Regions from separate parts of the Mus musculus genome. Here regions 1, 2 and 4 are each linked to region 3. The links are chromatin contacts, called in public Hi-C and promoter capture Hi-C maps. All regions are on one chromosome and are shown on one strand. Each heading gives the region's core, a stretch centred on a gene start, on an enhancer-like site or on the middle of the called end of the contact. The rest is flanking DNA. Distances are from core to core; before and after follow the strand shown. Region 1 holds the start of Cab39l (calcium binding protein 39-like). Region 2 holds the start of Phf11b (PHD finger protein 11B). Region 3 holds the start of Mrpl57 (mitochondrial ribosomal protein L57). Region 4 holds the start of Mphosph8 (M-phase phosphoprotein 8).

Region 1 (2,700 bases), core at 10-2,509, 1.6 Mb before region 3:
CAGGCTAGATTTTCAGATCTGGCAGCTTCTTTCAAATAATAAAAAAAAAAAGAATGCTTTCTACTTCCTTTTCTACTTTTTTTTCCCCAAGAGAAAACTGGAAAGAGGAAAGTACAGTGTCTTGCTCTTCCCAAACTCCAACACCCTCCTTAAATAATACCCTGTTCCATAAAGCCAGCCCGCATAGCATCGCAGACCCAGAAATGTACAAAGCTGTCATGGCTTTCTTGTTTGGTTGGTTTTGACTAGGTGCAGAAAACATATTCGACATGTGTTAAATTTAATGTGAAGCTTCACAATTTCGTTTCCAAAAGTCAACTTTAATTGCATAGATGTATTCATTTGAGTTGTATTGTTTTGGGGTTTGGTTAATTTTGATGTGTTTTTCTTTCTTTTTTTTTTTTGCAAACTTTTTTTTAAAATCAAGTTTATAATGTTAAAAATATGTAAAGAGAAATTTACAAAAAAAAAAAAAAATCAGCACCTTTGAAACTGGGGTAAGGGTGTGGCGCTCCTGTGGCAGAAAGATCCGGTCTGCCTGAGCTACATGTATACCTAGCATGAAGTGAATTTGGAGCATGACAAACACTAGTTTACTTCCCGTTTCTCCTTTTTATTTTATTTTATTTCTCTCTTTTTTTCTAACGTCATTGAATGAATGCTGGCGGCATGCTTATGAATAAAACTACTCTCACACAACCTGCTGTCCATGTATGTCAAAGGATGAACTCTCGAGAAGGGCAAAGGCTCCGCAGTTGGCCCCTGGCAATTGACAAAAAAGAAAAGTTCTCTATCGACCCGGAGGCCAGTGGTCGAGACAGCCCCCTCTCCCTTCCACGACTGGCTTTCCCGTGTTGAATCCTACAGCCAGCCTCCTTTAATCATGACAGGGGTCGGCGGTGGGAATCTTCGCGCCACAAACACTGCTGAGCAACTCTCGGAAACCAAGGGATCAGGGTTAAGACAGGAAAGCAAAGCCTGCGCCAGACTCTAATGACCAGCAAAGCCAAGCCGGGGCCACCGCCACCGCCACCACCACCACGCCTGCCTCCCAAACACAGGGAGGAGACTCCGGGCGGGCGAGAAGAATCCCCTGCTAGTTAAGTCGCCCCTTCACTCCCAACACTCCTGTCACCCCGAGGACTCTCCTTCCACACACACACTCCCAGAGCCGGAAAAGGCTCGCCGCAGCCACACACCTACCGCGGGCAGAGAGCGCTGCGCCACCACTCCAGCGAAGTGCCTCACTTGGCTGCCGAGAACCCGATTGGCCGTAGCAGTCCGCGCGAGACAAACCGAGAGAGTCGCCGACCAATCAGGAGGCCGCGCGCTCCGGCCGGCGCCGCGGGGCCGCGGAAACTGTGTGGAGCTCCCTTGGGGCTGATGTCTCCCCCGCTGAGGTGAAGCCGCCTCGGGACTGCAGACTCTGGTGCGGACAGTGCAAGGCGCGCGGGGTGCCAGGCCGCCTCAACCCGCTGTCTCAGTAGCGGGGGTGGCCGGGGCTCTCAGTCGCGTTTCCCCCACCGTCTTGCGGCGCTCACTTTCGTGGCTGGTGATTTCTGAGTAATTTGGCTATCATGGGCTGTAGACAGCGGAGCACAGACAAGATCTTCAGGACACTGGTCCATTCCACAGGTAAGGTTACACTGGCCATGAACAAATGAAATTATTTATCAGTTGAACTTGATTGGTATCTTCGGAGCGACGGACTGACTCACTACTCAACAGTCCAAGATCAATAAAGTCACTGCAGAAAGGGATATGATTGACAGATCATATGATTGGCATGTAGTAACATGGTTCTTTGCATGTTAGTGAAGAAAACCAAAGTGGAGGATTAATTTATGTTTAGTCTTAGATTTGGTAAACAGACCATTAGCTCTTCCAAATACCCTACCACATACGATAGGATAGGTTTCTATTCTTCACCAGAAGGCGTTTTGCCATTGTTGTGTTGTTTAACATACGAACACGTTAAAAATGTGCCTGACCCTGACTTACGCTCCGATTATGTCATGCCTATCAAAGAACCAACGAGATAGTGGTATCTTAGTTTTTTTAGTTTCTTTTTCCTCCAAGTAAAAAGGAAACTTAGATCTAAATGAAGTTGCCTGTATGTTTGGCCAGATGAAAGTTTGAGACTGGCAAAGAACCAAATTTAAATAAAATTCTCCTGGCAAGCTGGGAGATGGTGGCTGGGGAGGCAGAGACTAGCGGATCTCTTGAGTTCTCTCCGGATTGAGTTCCCGGAAAGCCAGGGTTACCCAGAGAAACGTTGTCTCAAAATACAAAACATACAAACAAATAAAAAGTACACTAACAGTGAAATATTAGTGTTGTCTTTGGAAGATAAGCTTTAAATTTCCTTAACTTTTTTTGGCAATTTTTTTTCTTTTGTAAATTAGCTTCCAAGCTACACTGGTGAGAGCTTTTTCTTTAGTTGCTGTTTGCTATGTGGAAGTCCAGCCTAGTAGACCAGGATGGCTTTGAGCTACTGGTCCTCCTGTCCCCACCTGCCCTTTCCTGAGGTGTCAGGCTGAGTGAGTGTACTGAGGTGGAAGTTACTAGAATCTAAGGTGGAAGGCAGCTTGGCAATGTCTCTTTGTGGCACTTGGATATCTGTAGTATTAATTTTACAGTGGAAAGGTTGCCTGGCTGAAGTACAGTGTATAGCTTATGTTTCCCTTTTAACAGTTTGCA
Region 2 (2,700 bases), core at 110-2,609, 1.5 Mb before region 3:
GAAGAGGACCCTTCTCCATATTTGCCTCCATCAGAGTGGCCTGTGTGGTATTTTCCTGACTGCTCATTGGTGGAGGAAGGCACAGTCCTTTATGTACAGCAGCAGCAGCATGGGGCAGGTGGTTGTGGACTGTACTGCACAGCAGGTCTAGAGAGCCAGGGAAACAGCCAGAAAGCCTCCCTGCTCCTGCTTTCTTCCTTGTTCTCTGGATGATGACTGCAACTTGTAGTCCTGTAGTGTTGTAGGTCCCATGTCCGACCTACCACAGGGCCAGACAGCAGCTTGGGGAGACAGAACTTGAGAAGTTTGATTGGGCTTGCCTCACGCAGTGGCCCTGCGGGTGTTGGGCCTTAGGGACATGACTCGGGGTGGGAAAAGGCAGTCTAAGGTAAGAGACAGCTGGAGCTGGTTCAGGAGTGCCCGGGCCTGGGAATTTGCTGGTGTGGTGGAGTTCCCAGGGTGTGGACACCCAGGCGCTGCTGGCAGTTCAAGGAGAGCTGAGAATGGAATCTGGGACCATGGGCTAGATCTAGCCTGGGACCTAGGGGAAAAATGTGGGGAGCTCCAGGTGGTCCCACAGGAAGAGTCCTTGGCTTGAAGGTGGTTGGCTTAGAGGAGGTTATGTCTGGGAGCAGAAGGAGACCTTCTATGAGAGATTAGAAAGTGGCTCTGTAGGCAAAGGAGTTCTCCATGACTCCCTAAGGCAGATCCCGATGAAAAGAGTCAGTCTATGGTTCTGAGTCATTTATTGCCATGGTGCAAACGGGGTGTGTAAAACCATACCCCACTTCTCAGGGTGGCCTGAGATGAAACATCTTTTGCAGGGAGGAATACCTGGGAAGGAAAGCTTATTGGCTATGTCCTCAAGGCCTCTAGGTACCTCATTAGCATGGAGATCTGTTGTACGCCTATATGACCACAGGTCACTGTTTTGTTTTTTGTTTTTTCTAAATTATAGGCGCTTGGTGTATTTCCCTATGTGACTGATGGCCATAAATGTATAGGGGGCTGTGGCTAGTGATAGGAGCCTGGTGCCCAGGAGCAGGTAAAGCTTCTATAGACCCTTCAGGGTCTCTAGGTCTTCTAGCCTTGGCTCAACCAAGGACCAGGCTACCTCTCATGGTCCACAGGCCCACATAGCTCAAATGGAGCCTTTCCTCCCCTGACTTATTTTGGACCTTGGGTTTCATTACATCACTTTTAGAGCACTTTCAAAATGACTTCTCAGAGTGGAAAATGTGCCAGCACACTGCCCTCAACTTGCACTTCCTCTCAGATTGCTGTTTGTAGTCTCCACCCACATTTAGAGAAAAAGAAACTAGAAACTAGAACCTTGCAGAGGCACTTCAAGGACTGCAAGACAACACCCAGCCATGGACCAAGAGAAGCCAGGGTGCTCTAACCCAGTTCCCAATGGTGAGTTCTAAGGTTCAGGGCGCCAGGAAGGTCCCACCATCACTTCTCCCCAGGGAGACTGCAGGACACTGCTGAGGGTGGGGTGGGGCTTACAGCATCTGGGAAATCTGTAGGCACTGGGGACCTCGGGAAGCTAAAAGCTATTCTGTCCTTGCTTCATAGGACTGGGGGCTCTACATTGTAAAATTAATACTCAAGACATGCTGTTGGGAAGGGAAGGTAGACTCTATTGTGGATGCTGGAAACCTGGAACGGATGCCCCAGTCTTTGAGGACAATTGGAGAATACAGAGAAACAGATTAGGGTTGTGTGTTGCGAGTAGCCTTCAGTATCTGAAACATTTGTGTTGTGCAGGCTGATGTTTTAGGGATCATCCCGTGGTGGCAATCTCCTTGAGATGTTTTTTTCCTATCATGAGAGAATCACAATCCAGGCTTTTGTCAGGTTTGTGGCCCAAGGGTTCCGGATCCATCTTAGAAAATGATGATCTCAAGAATGCAAAGGAAATCTTATTGGGGTAAAGAAGCAGAATCAATGCACGGAGGACAGCAGGGGTAACTTGAACACTGGTGTTGTCAGGCTAGTACAGCTCTGCCCCAATCCTTTCTCTCCAGGAGTAACCTGGCCCAAAATGTCAAAGCAGGAAATACAGACACAATAGGAAAGCACTAATGCTAAACCTTTTCAGACCTTTCAAGCAACAGGGATAGCAGTGATCACTGCTCAAGGGAAGCCACCATTTGCAACAAAAGCATCATCCTTCCATCCCTGAAACAACCCAAGGATCCATTATCCTCACCCACTTGGTAGAGATGTCTACAGCCAAATTTGGAGTTGAGTAGTGATTTATTTCAGCCTCTAACTATCCTGCAACTAGTATATTCTTGAGCTTTATTTTGTGTACGACTGTCTTGCCTACATAAATATCTGTATATCACATGTGTTCTTGATGCTGTGTTGTATGGAGAAGGCAGCATAGGATTCTCCCTGGATGGAGAATTAGACTTGGTTATATCTCACCATGTAGGTGGTAGGAACTGAGCCAGGGCCCTCTGCAAAATGCATAAGAGCTCCTGTTTACTGAACCGTTGTTCTATTTTCTCGTATGTATGTATATGTGTATGTATGTATGTATATACATATATATGTATGTATGTTTGTCCATTGAGATTACATTAAGCTTAAAACTTCCTCAGGGAAAGTTGTATAAAATTGACATCACTATATATCAATCCTCTGCTCTAGACTTCTGCTACATTTAATGTGATCTTCATCTTGCTCCTG
Region 3 (2,781 bases), core at 28-2,527:
CCACCACAAGGGGTCATGCCCAACAGGTTGAGAATGGCTATCCTAGACAGAAAGTAAGAAAACACCCCTTGTACAACAAAGCTCTAGCCAAGTACCTCAGCCTTAAGACTCATCAGTTTGTAGTTTTACAGCATTTAAATCTAAAAGGTGCAAGGTATGGTGGCACTTGCCTTTAGTCACAGCACTTGGGAGGCAGAGGCCAGTAGATCTCGGAGGTCAAGGCCAGCCTAGCCTATACAGCAAGTTCTATGGCTATATAGTGAGACAAACAAAAAAAAAAAAAACCCCACATTTTACAGAAGGGCAGGGAACCATGCCTGTAATTCCAGTAGCTAGGCACAGGGAGGGCTGCTGCAAGCTTTAGGCCAGAAAAAATAAAAAACAACCCTGAAAATAGACCGATTATGCACATATGGAGCCTCAAACAGTCTCTTTTGGCCTTCTGAGTCTAGGTCTTACTAACTACATCAGCAAAGATTTTCCTGCCTCCACCTCTTAATGTTGGGATTACAGGTGTGAAACAAACGCCTAGGTAGGGTCCCAAGTATTCCGTATGAGACAACTATTAATCAATCATGTTTGCTTTAATAAGATACTGGTCGAAGGGGTCACACTGGTACATAAATTACATTTTCTCAGCTCCAGGACCAAGTAAGGATAGAGCAGTCCGGTATCCATAATCTTGAAGGGTTAGGACCATTTCTTCGAGATGTTGAGATGGTCTAGCTGGTCTGCAATGTATCTATGCTTAGGGAACTTGGAAGTGGCCGCTGCCTTGATGGCTTCAAAAGCCTGGGCCCGTCGCTCCGCGGCGTGGCCGCACTCCTGCTCTGCTGTCATGTAGGGCATGCTGAGCCAGTAGTGGTTCTCGGCCTCCACCTCCAGGCGACGGATCATGCTCTCCTTCGCTTGGAAAGACACGGTACGCGGCCGCCGGTGCTTCCCGATCCACTGCCTGCCCGGAATGCGGCCGCGGAGGAGGACAGCGGTGAGGAACATGGTGCCTCCTGAGGAAATGACACGAAAGCCGCGGTCGCTGAGCCCCGGACCCGGGAAGCGAGCAACCGGCGTGCCAAGCTTGCGCCCACATCCCGCGGCCGAATCCAGAGCACGCTCGGCCTCTCGCCGGAAGTGAGTGGCCGGGAGCCGACTACACTGCAGGATATGGGGGTGGGGGCTCCCCGAAAACCCACCTCGCGTACCAACCGGCCCGGGACACGCTCCCCTCGGCGCTCCGCGTCCCCCGACCGATGCGGCGGCGCGCTGCTTCCGGTCTCTCTGGGGCCCTGATGCTAGAGTTCCGCTCTCGCGAGAGACGCCTTCTGCGCCTGCGCAGGATTCAAATGTGTAGCGCGTTCGTTCGAGGGGACTGGAGGTCAGCAGTCGGCTCGGCGGCCCTCAGCATGAACCCCATCCAGAGTTTCCACTGTAAGCTGCGGGGTCTGGCCACCACGCTGGACAGCGAGACGGCCCGGCTGCTGAGAGCGCTGGACGGCGAGGACAGCGGTGAGTGGGCGCGGGCGGGAGAGTGCGGTTCTCAGCGGGCGGTGTCGTCCAAGGGGCGTAGCTGATCTGTGATGGAAACTGTGCGGACAAATTCTCCTTGTGGCCGCAGGCGAGCGGGTGGTTGGGTGTTTGTTAACAACATCCAGTGGCAACTGTATTAAGACGCACTAAAACCCTGTTTTCTGTACGTGTAAAGTCATTTCGTCTCACTCGAATGGGCCCCTATTGAAGCAAGCATCTGCATTTTCTCCACTAACACTCTATTTGAAGTACAAATACTCGGCACTGCTGTTTTTTTGTTTGTTTTAAGATTTGTTTATATATGTATATGAATGCTCTATTTGCGTGGATGCAGGCACGACAGAAAAGGGCAGCAGATCCCATTATACATGGTCGTGAGCCACCTTGTAGTTGCTGGGAATTGAACTTAGGACCTCCAGAATTGGAGCCAGTATTCTTAGCCACTGAGCCATCTCTCCCGCCTCTTGTTTTATTTTTTAATAATAAAATTAAACATCATTTCTAACTTGTACTAGAGATTTTTTTCTTTTTTCTTTTTTCTTTTTTTTTTTTTTCGAGACAGGGTTTCTCTGTGTAGCCCTGGCTGTCCTGGACCTCACTTTGTAGACCAGGCTGGCCTCGAACTCGGAAATCCGCCTGCCTCTGCCTCCCGAGTGCTGGGATTAAAGGTGTGCGCCACCAAGCCCAGCCTGAGATTTTTTTAAAAAGTTGCAAGGTCACGGAGTGGCGTCCGCCATGAATCCCAACACTCAAGAAGCTGAAGGAGGTAGATTTTTGCGAGTTCCAGGCTAGCACCTGACCAATCAACCAGGCTTAGTGAGACCCTGTCCAAAAAAAAAAAAAAAAAGAAAGAAAGAAAAAAAAGAAAAAAAATCGATGCAAAAGTAGTTCAGATTTTGAGATTATCATAAAATGTCATAAATGTAATCTGTCTCGCACCCAGTAGGTCGAATGTAGTGGCACTTGCCTTTAATCCCAGCACTCTAGAAGGCATAGGCTGGCAGATCTCTGAGTTTGAGGCCAGCTTGATCTACAAATCGAGTTCCAGGACATCCAGGGATATACAGGAAACCCCTGTTTTGAAAAACAGAAACAAAGCAAAAATTGCACCCCGTAGACACAGATTCCTCTTACTTATAACTAACTCTCCATTTGGAAATGTTTTGGAGACTATAAAAGTAACATGTACTGTAGGAAATTTCAAATACAGAAAAGTAAAAAGAGTATATGTATTTTCTATTTAATTCGTAACAG
Region 4 (2,883 bases), core at 273-2,772, 1.2 Mb after region 3:
AAAAACAAAACAAAACAAAACAGGAGTTCTCAGAGAAAAGCACCACTTTAAAGAAATGTCTACCATCAAGCCAACATGGCACAGGGTAAACAGCAGTCCATTAAAAAAAAAAGTTTGTCAATGGATTAAAAATTAAGATGAAAGTTGGCATATGGCAGATAACAAATGACAGAAAATACAACAGAAACAAAACCATCGTATAGGCACGATTCCTATCTACAGCCCTTATCTTCTCCTTTCTCCAAATTCCCATTTCGTTTACTCATTCAATAATCCCACAGCCGTGAGATAGATCTCTGTGGTAAAGCTCTTGCCTTGCATTCATGAAACCCTGGGTCCAGTACACGGTATCAGATAACGGCAACAACAAAATCAGCCTTTGCTGTTACTGGACTAAGTGTCCGTGATTCAAGCATTATTATAAACCACATCCCCTGATTAAAGGAGCCCACAATCTAGAGCAGAAAAGACAAATACAGAGATAAAAGACAATGACTTAAATAGAGGTAAGAGAGTAAGGACAGAACTGAGAAAGCACCTTTTTCTGCAGAGCTCGGGTAAGGGAAGAGAGGGGAGAAAAGGTATCACAAACAGATGGATCCCAAGCCTTGGAAATACAGACTAAGAATTTCTCCCGGGGACGACATTCGCAGCAAGGAGGATGTTAAGTGTTCAAGCACGATGTGCGAAGATTGTCCTTTCAAGCTTACTCTAAATCTCTTGAGTTACACTCATAAAACGCGCAGAAAAGGGACACTTTGGGTTGGGAAACCTTTACTGTCCCGGGCACTCGGTGTGAATGGGATTTCCTGAATTTAAGCCAAGGAGCATTTTCTACTTTTAGAAAACATTGGGACAACGGTGTAGAGAATCCTCCAGTCTTTCCTAACGGAAAGCCATGGCCCTAACCGTATACCCGAATGCTGAAGGCCACAGAAGTCTCCCACCAGCTGCCTTGCATCCTACGATTCTCAACATTCCATGTCACCGCTTCGTCTCTTCTGCCAAAACAACACTTAGAACTTCCCTAAGCATCCATCCTCCACCGACTGCGGCCAGGGTCCTCTCCAGGATGTCAGTCTGCGCCTACGGACCGCCACCGTCCTCCCAAGCTGTTCCAGGCTGTTCGGCGTCCCACTCGGATTCTCCCAACCCGCCGTCCCCGCCCCGGAGACTCCCTGTCCGGCCGCTCAGCCCCCACATACTCCCTCGCACTTCATGTCCAGGATCCTCTCCACCTCGAAAACGTCCTCCCCATCCTCCTCGCTGTCCCCAACGGCCACCGTTCCTTTGGTGGCTGCGTCCTTCTCTTCGTCCCCTGCTCCAACTCCTTCGGACTCGGGAGAACGGCCAATGCTGTCGGGAACTGACATAACTAGAGCGGCCGCACTCATGCCCTCCTCAGCCGCCGCCGCCATCACAGACGCAGTGCAAAACCAACGCGAAAAACCGCCGGCGACCCACAGCGGGACAGCACCGCGCGCCTGCCGCTCCGCCCTAATCCGCTCCAGCGGCGTGACTCGACCGTGAGGCAAGCCAGCCAATTGTGGGCGCCGAGCTCTGGATTGACACACAGAACGGCCAATCACGCAAAGGCGCGCTCCCCGGCTCCCTGGGGAGTTCACGGGAAGTGGATGGGCGGGTCGACGGACTCTGAGGAAGAACGCTGCCTCAGGGAAGAGCGGAAGGGCTCCCCTGGGGAGACTGCGAGGGGCGGTCCTAGCACCTCACCTCCCAAACTCCGGTGACGCCCGCTGCCTGAGGAGACCTGTTGTTTGGATTGTCGGAAGGAGACCATGAGGATTCTGGGAAAGGGACCCCCAGTGTTAGCGAGACCCGCCTGTGCGGAATGGCTGCCCAGGAATCCTTTCGTATGGTTTTGGCTGGCTTATATGGCGTCTGCGGTCGAATCAATTACATATAGCCTATAGGGATATTTCATTTTAGTGAGTAGCGTTTATAGATAGAGAATAGGGACCCGGAGGTGGTTCAGCAGATTACGGCCCTGGTCGCCAAATATGAGGACCTGAGTTTAATTTCCAAGGGCATACATAGCGAGAGAATTCCCCCAATATGTATTCTCTTCTGTCAGGAGAAAGGCCAATCTTTACAGCAAGACACTGTATCAAGTAATAATTTATGGGATTTACTTGTTGGGCTTTGAAAGTAGTTCAGTGATAGGGCGTTTGTCTGGCAGGTGATGGTTGGAGGCTTGGTCCTAGTAGCTGAGTAAAAGTTGGTTCTCTCCTTCAAAAGATAGAGCCCAGGTTGCCTGGCTTGGCCCCATTTGGGCTATACTTAATTAATTGGATCATTCACACCTGATAAACCAAGCCAAAACCACCTATGTGTTTGTTCCCAAGTTCCCTTGCTTCTTATTGAATTGAAAATATCAGAAGCAGGTGCGGGGTTGATGCAAGAGAAACGAGTAATATTGATGCTACAAAGGAGTCACTAGGAAGCGAGCCTGCGATATGATTGGAAGAGAATTACCAGGCTTATTACAAACTCTAGGAAAGACATTTTTGTGCCAACATTGAAGTTTTGGGTTGCTGAGAAAGTTTCTGTTAACGTTAGTGCACTAAGATTGACCTCCAATTAGACTCCATTTCCACAACAAAAGGAGACAACCCTAACTTACAACCAGCCATTAAGCCTATCCACCTTATTAAAAAAAAAAAAAAAAAAAAAGCCTCTAAGGGGCAGCTCAATGGCTGAGCCCCAAGTCACACCTATCATTAAGTCCTAGTTTGCCATTAAATCCCCTGTGCCCTTGTGAGGAAAAGCCTAACTCTGCTGGTAGGTAGGCAAGAGGACCCTGAATAACAACTATTTGAAAAGAACAACACTGGTGTATATGCTTAGAAATAATTCTGACTATCT

Evidence for each region. Promoter capture Hi-C pulls out the DNA fragments that hold promoters and counts their contacts. A called contact is a pair of places that touch in the nucleus more often than the background predicts. Capture Hi-C pulls out chosen DNA fragments and counts their contacts.
Region 1: a promoter capture Hi-C map of adipose tissue shows a contact between it and region 3, with 3 times the contacts expected there. The contact joins the promoter of Cab39l here to the promoter of Mrpl57 in region 3. A contact is called at or near these places in 7 of 39 promoter capture datasets (the 3T3-L1 cell line, hippocampal neurons, liver and 2 more), 1 of 484 Hi-C or Micro-C datasets (B cells), 5 of 115 datasets of contacts at active chromatin or transcription factors (astrocytes, embryonic stem cells, large pre-B cells and 1 more) and 1 of 9 other capture datasets (adipose tissue).
Region 2: a Hi-C map of B cells shows a contact between it and region 3, with 5 read pairs. The contact joins the promoter of Phf11b here to the promoter of Mrpl57 in region 3. A contact is called at or near these places in 2 of 39 promoter capture datasets (hippocampal neurons and liver) and 1 of 484 Hi-C or Micro-C datasets (B cells).
Region 4: a contact with region 3 is called in a promoter capture Hi-C map of pre-B cells, with 2.8 times the contacts expected there. The contact joins the promoter of Mphosph8 here to the promoter of Mrpl57 in region 3. A contact is called at or near these places in 4 of 39 promoter capture datasets (the HPC-7 cell line, cranial neural crest, liver and 1 more) and 1 of 115 datasets of contacts at active chromatin or transcription factors (astrocytes).

The regions. Positions count from the first base shown.
Region 1 is chr14:59,439,522-59,442,221 of GRCm38.p6, reverse strand. Cab39l (calcium binding protein 39-like) reads right to left here and starts at 1,259. Exons shown (of 11, transcript NM_026908.4): 1 at 1,204-1,259. It overlaps Gm45935 (predicted gene, 45935), which reads left to right and starts at 1,342. Exons shown (of 24, transcript NM_001320725.1): 1 at 1,342-1,635. It overlaps Setdb2 (SET domain, bifurcated 2), which reads left to right and starts at 1,342. Exons shown (of 14, transcript NM_001320720.1): 1 at 1,342-1,635.
Region 2 is chr14:59,339,989-59,342,688 of GRCm38.p6, reverse strand. Phf11b (PHD finger protein 11B) reads left to right here and starts at 1,359. Exons shown (of 9, transcript NM_001164327.1): 1 at 1,359-1,416. The coding sequence starts at 1,374.
Region 3 is chr14:57,824,735-57,827,515 of GRCm38.p6, reverse strand. It overlaps Mrpl57 (mitochondrial ribosomal protein L57), which reads right to left and starts at 1,277. Exons shown (of 2, transcript NM_026401.2): 1 at 1,194-1,277; 2 at 1-1,007. The coding sequence starts at 999. The coding sequence ends at 691. It overlaps Ska3 (spindle and kinetochore associated complex subunit 3), which reads left to right and starts at 1,353. Exons shown (of 9, transcript NM_198605.3): 1 at 1,353-1,506. The coding sequence starts at 1,404.
Region 4 is chr14:56,666,887-56,669,769 of GRCm38.p6, reverse strand. It overlaps Mphosph8 (M-phase phosphoprotein 8), which reads right to left and starts at 1,522. Exons shown (of 14, transcript NM_023773.2): 1 at 1,206-1,522. The coding sequence starts at 1,418. It also overlaps the pseudogene Gm4032.